Regions from separate parts of the Sus scrofa genome. Here region 2 is linked to region 1. A link is a contact called in public HiChIP or PLAC-seq data. All regions are on one chromosome and are shown on one strand. The core of a region is the stretch at or near the end of the contact, and the rest is flanking DNA. Distances in the headings are between cores, read along the strand shown.

Region 1 (2,926 bases), core at 98-2,597:
TGGTGACATCCTGTGGCAGTCACCAGACAGCTCAAAAGGGAAGGTTCCCCAGAGCTCATCTCCACGGAGAGACTCCCCACAATCGTCCCCCTTTTATTTCTTGCTTTTTAGGGCCACACCTGCAGCATATGGAAGTTCCCAGGCTAGAGGTTGAATCGGCTGCTAGCCTAAGCCACAGCCACAGCCACTGGGGATTCTGGCCGCGACTGCAAGACCTACATCACAGCTCACGGCAGCGCCAGGGCCCCAACACACTGGGCGAGGCCAAGGATTGAACCCGAATCCTCATGGATACTGGTCGGATTTGTTTCAGCTGCGCCACAACGGGAGCTCCAATCATCCCTTTTCTGTCTGGCTCTTTTTAAGGAAAACAATGTCTGAGGCCCACTCCCTGGGACTTCTCCTCAGGAGAAGCTATGGGAGCAGGCCTGGGAGCCGGAGGCCTCACAGAAGCTTCTAGATTGCAACCCGTCCCACGGACATGAGACAGAATCGCCTATAGAGAGTTGTATTATAGCCAAGTGCTAGGGTATATATTTATCTGTGCCTGAGACTCTTATCCCTTTTTAAAGAAAAAGCCACATATTTGGCCTAAAGACAAAGTGGAAAAAATGTACTGTTGAACAAATATTCAGCACGGTTGCTCAGAATGTTTGAAATGATGAACTGTGTGAAAAAAAAAAAAAATGCCTGTGGCAAATTGTCAGCAGGCTATATTTGGGGGGGTCCAGATCCAGGGGCCCCCAGCCAACTGAGTTCACACAGCCCTAGTGTTTTTCCATGTCTATTTATAACTATCCACACATTCACACACAAAAAATGCAGTGGACATCCGACTTCGTTTTTAAATGACTAAAATGTTCTAAATGTATCAGGTTACAGCACGTGAGAGCTTTTATTGCAGCTGTGATTAGCCTGTCTTCCTGGAGAAGGGATTAATCCATGTGCAGAAAACAACGTAACAGGATCCTTTGGGAATCTGAAAGTATGAAAACAACTTTGTAAAAAATGTCCCCCTTTTAAAAAAATGTAATTAACATCAACAAAACTTTGTTGGACACCCACCATGCGAACGGGCTAACGTGAGACCAAAATAGGAGGACGACGCAGTCTCTGGTCCCAAGGAGTTATCTGGGTTTACAGGTAGCGGAATAAAATACATGAAAGGGGCGATCGTTCCTTAACAGAACTGCTGACGGATGTATTAGGCACACAGATGAGGGAGTGAACAGAAAGGGCATTTGACTCTCCTCCAGCATATCCGTTCTTCCTGCTCGCTTTAGGGTGACATGCGATTTAGGGAAGTCTTTGCTCGCGGCCCACGGCGTCAGATGTTGAGCACATGACCTAGCTCGGCCAATCAATGCACTCCGTTTTCCTGGGCACAGTGATTGGCTCAGAGGCGACCATGCCCTCTCAGCTGGACCAATCAGACTGAAGATCAAGCCTTCTCTTAGAAATGCTACAGCAGACTCCTCTTGCTGTTGCTTTTGGAGGAAGAAGCCTCAGGAGCTGCTGAAAGCTATTTTGTACCGATGAGGTGAATTGGCCTTCAGTGTGGTTGATGGCTGATGGTGAATGAAGAGACAGAAATAAACTAGTCCCTGAGTCACCAGAATATTTCTTACCTAACACCATTTGTATTCTTGATGTTTCAGTCACATGAGCTAATACGGTCCTCTTTTTGCTGACATCAGTTTGAGTTGGGTCTTTTGAACTTCCAACGAAGATCGTCCATACCACAATCATTCCAGGATGAAATCGGATGTACTTCCTGGAGGAGGTGGCTAATAACCTAACACTGAGGATGAGAAGGACTCGGACCAGTGATGCCGGAGAAGACAAGGGTGTTGCTGGTGGCTGAACAGTTGCATGTGCCTGGAGATGGAACGAACCATGTTCCTGCCAAGCAGACCCTGAAAAGACTGGGCTGGGTTAGATCATGGCATAGCAAAGGACAGGCTAGGCAATTTGGTCTTAATTTTGCAGGTAATGCTTGTGTGGGTGCCAGGGGAGGCGGTCCCTTGCTTACTCAAATCCCTTCCCAGGTACCAAAAGTTCATTTAATGCATTAGAATTCGTGCTTTATATGACGATGGATCAAACTTTATAGCAAATGCAAGACGAAGCTAGACTCTTCCGGGGAAAAAGGAGAGACAGGCCGTATTAGTTTCCTAGGGCTGTCATAACCAATTACCACAAACTGGGTGGCTTAAAACAATAAAAATTTAACTCTCACACAGTCTGGAAGCTGGAAGTTCTCAATCAAGGGGTCAACGGGGTCATACTACCACAGAAGGCTCTAGGGAAGGGTCTTTATTGCCTCTTCCAACTTCAGGTGGCCTCAGACACCATGTGGCAGCATGACTATTCTCTGCCTCCGTCTTTAGGTGGCCTTCTCCCCTCCATCTCCCTGTGTCCTCTGCCTCGAAGGATATCGGTCATTGGATGTAGGGCCCACCCTAAATCTAGGATAATTTCATCTTGAGATGCTTAACTAATTACATCTGCAAACACTCTGAGAATAAGATCACATTCTGAGGGTCCAAATGGCGTGAATTTTGAGGGGAGACACTATTCAATCCACTACGGTGACCAAAACCCAAAGCCAGCTTATGCCAGTTAAATCATGAGTCCCCCTCCTGGTGGCTGCACTGGGGCCTTTCTGGGCATTGCCCTCAGTCCTCCTGTGAGCCCCTCAGCTGTGCACCCCCCCACCCCCGCTAAAAATCAGAATAACTAATGTATTGAGAACTCATGCTATAAGAAATTCTGCACTAAAAGCTTCCTCTTCGAGTGCTGGTACTCCCCCTGGCATCTGACAGTCATGGCTTTTCAGGTGAGGAAAATAACAAGGAAGAAGGAGGGACATAGTTGGAAGGCCTTATAACCCACTGTACAGATTCGGCTTAAAAAGGCAAAGTGA
Region 2 (2,700 bases), core at 9-2,508, 51 kb before region 1:
GCACTGTACAGAAAGACACTTTAGGCAGTTCTTGCACTTTGGCCAAAGAGCACTGAGTCACTCTGCAAATGATTCCAGAAACCTCAAAGGATAACCAACGGCTTCTGAAGAAAAGTCAGTCAGTCACTGGAGGAGGAAGGAGACACAGTTTTTCTCGCCGTATAATCACTAGATTTCTCCCATCAGGGAGGAGAACCGGACCGGAGTTCAGGTGGGGGAATAGCCACAGGATCCACGGCTCACCGATCCGAACTCTGGTCGTCCGGAGTGCATCTCACACCCAGAGCATCTCCTTTGCTTTCTTCGCTTCCCCGGGGTAAAAACCCACACCCCCTTTCCCCACAAATGCATCTCCACTGCCTGCTAACCGAAGTGTGGCTGAGATACAACAGTCGATCGTAACAAACGCAAGAAATAAACACGCATTCTCCAGGGCAGGTCTGACGTGTAAATCATGTTCCTTTCCTACACAAAGCCAACTAGCCCACTTTCCGCGGCTATTAATTTGGATTTCAAAGGCCCTCTCAAGAAAGAGGTACCATGAAAAGGACCGACGGATTCCACCCTACAATTCAATTCTTCAGCTCGGGCGCAATAATCTCGGAAATTAAATTTACCGAAACGAAATTAGAATGCACTAATTTGCAACTGTTAATATTCACACGCAAGTGAAAACAGAAGAACCTCAGCTGTGGGTTTCAGACTCCCCTCTTTGTCGCGTACCCCTGGTGGGTACTCCCCCACAGCGACAGCACCGGGTTTCTCCCCTGCGCGTCCCTCTTTCGAACCGCCCAGTCCGCTGTCGGGGGCAGCGCTCTGCCACCCACCTCCCCAGACCCAGAGGGCAGGCGGGAAGGAGAAGAGGGTGCTTCCTCCCAGCGCTCCGAGAAAGGCACAGCCTGGGATGACACCGGCTCCAGGAGCTAAAGGGGCAGGATCAAAGGTGGGTCTCTCCTCCCGGAACTTGGTCGCAGCAGTGTTCGCTCTCCGACCCGGGCCCCGGCCGCCGGAAGCTGGGCGGGGTGGGGCGAGACCTCCCCCACGGACCGACGGGCACACGGGGGAGTCCGCGGGGAGAGCGGTCAGCAGGGAGGGCTCCCGGGCGCCGGCCACCTACCAGCAAGCTCTCCACGTTGATGGGCGAGCGAGGGTCTCGGATCAGCGCCTCCAGTTTCCTCTGGCGACTCGCGCCCGCGCCGTCCCCCGACACGGCCTCGGGGGCGCCGGGCATTTTCCCCGTCGGCGGGGGCCGGCTCATGCCGCCGCCACCGCCGGGCCCGCACTCCCGTTCCCCGCGCTCCGGCCCGGCCGCCTCGGGGCCTAGCGCCGCCCCCGACCCGCCGGCTCCGGCCGGGGCTCCGCCCGGGCCCACCGCCCGCCTCGAGCTCCGGCCGCGGGTCTCAGCCCCCGGGGCCTGGGGCTGTCCGAGAGGCCGGCCCGGGAGCGGCGAGGAGCAGACGGCGTCCCCGCCCCTCAGTCAGATTCGCGCCGCCCGGTCCGCTCGTCCGCCGCGAGCTCCCTCAGGATCCGAGGGCGGGAGCGGGGAAGTGGCGCCGCCACCGCCGGGCCCGGACTGCCCCGCCCTCTGGGGCTCCGGGAAGCTGAACCCCAGGCTCCGACAACTACGGCCGCCGCCAACCCGCTCCCATGACCGCCGTCGGCTGCCTGGGTCCCGCAAGCCCGCGCCCCTCACACACTCCCGCGCGGCGCCCGTCTCCGGCCGCGCGCAGCCGCTACCCACAAGCCCCTCGGCCCGCGGCCGCCGGCGCGCCCCCGCTCGCCCCGCCCCGCGCGCGCCCCGCCCCGCCCCCCGCGCGCGGCCGCCCCCGCCCCCGCCCGCCGGCCTCCGCCTCCTCTCGCCCCTCTCCGTTTTTTTTTTTTTTTTTTTTTTTGGTTTCCTCCAGGCCGCTCGCCCCGCATTTCTCCTTTTTGAGCCTCCTTCCTTCCCCGCTTCCTCCTCCCCCGCTTTGAGTTCTTAGAGGGTAAATGGCCGGGCGCGCGGTCACCGCCTCACTTGACCCACGAGCTCCAGTTGGGGGAGGGGAGGGCGCGCCCGGGGCTCGGGTCACCCCCGAGGGTCACCCCCGCCTGACCCTGCCCGGGCTGACGACCCCTCTGGACACGGGGGCCCACCCCGACCGCCGGGTCCCGACCTGGCGGCACCCGGCGCGGGGGGGCGGGGGAGGGAGGGTTGCAGTAGGGGGATGGGCCGGCCCGCGCCCCCCGCCCCCGCCCGGCTCCGGCTGACTCAGCGCGCAGCTATGCGGCCCTTGCATCACCCGCGCCAAAATAATAGCGACCGCCAGTCGCTGCCCTCGCCTGCAGAGCTCTGCGTTTGCAAGGGGCCTGCCTGGGCCACGAAGATTTTAGTGGAAAGGCTGGAAGGGTGTGCAGTGCGAGTCGGAAACCCCGGAATAGGGCGGACGTTTGGAATTGCAGTCCTGGGGCGAGAGAGCCGGGACGAGCTGCTTCTGCCCCCAGGGCAGAAATCTTCGACTCCAGCAGGAAAGCTTTCTGCGCGTCCGTAACAGTCGTCTCCGAGCTGGGCTGAAACACCAGCTACGGAAGAGAACAAGAGGGCGATAGAAAAATGCTTTCCCTCTGCAGACCTTCTCGAGGTCTTTGCCTTTTGGGGGGGCGGTCATGGGGGCCGCTCGTCCACATTCCTGCCTCTCGCGGCCCTTGCCATTGGTCAAATCC

Evidence for each region. HiChIP or PLAC-seq counts read pairs in DNA pulled down with a chosen protein or histone mark.
Region 2: a contact with region 1 is called in an H3K27ac HiChIP or PLAC-seq map of skeletal muscle. The contact joins the promoter of ROCK2 here to the enhancer-like site in region 1. A contact is called at or near these places in 16 of 47 Hi-C or Micro-C datasets (adipocytes, embryonic fibroblasts, fetal heart ventricle and 9 more) and 2 of 2 datasets of contacts at active chromatin or transcription factors (alveolar macrophages and skeletal muscle).

The regions. Positions count from the first base shown.
Region 1 is chr3:125,300,107-125,303,032 of Sscrofa11.1, reverse strand. No RefSeq gene overlaps it. Among named protein-coding and RNA genes, the nearest start is that of ROCK2, 52 kb to the left of the region's middle. Within about 2 kb of position 1,347, at least 43 of the 83 cell types and tissues checked have an H3K27ac peak or open chromatin away from gene starts, as enhancers often do. A contact at or near this core is called in embryonic fibroblasts, fetal skeletal muscle, mesenteric adipose tissue and 4 more, where this site is marked.
Region 2 is chr3:125,351,677-125,354,376 of Sscrofa11.1, reverse strand. It overlaps ROCK2 (rho-associated protein kinase 2), which reads right to left and starts at 1,258. Exons shown (of 34, transcript XM_021087835.1): 1 at 1,118-1,258. The coding sequence starts at 1,258.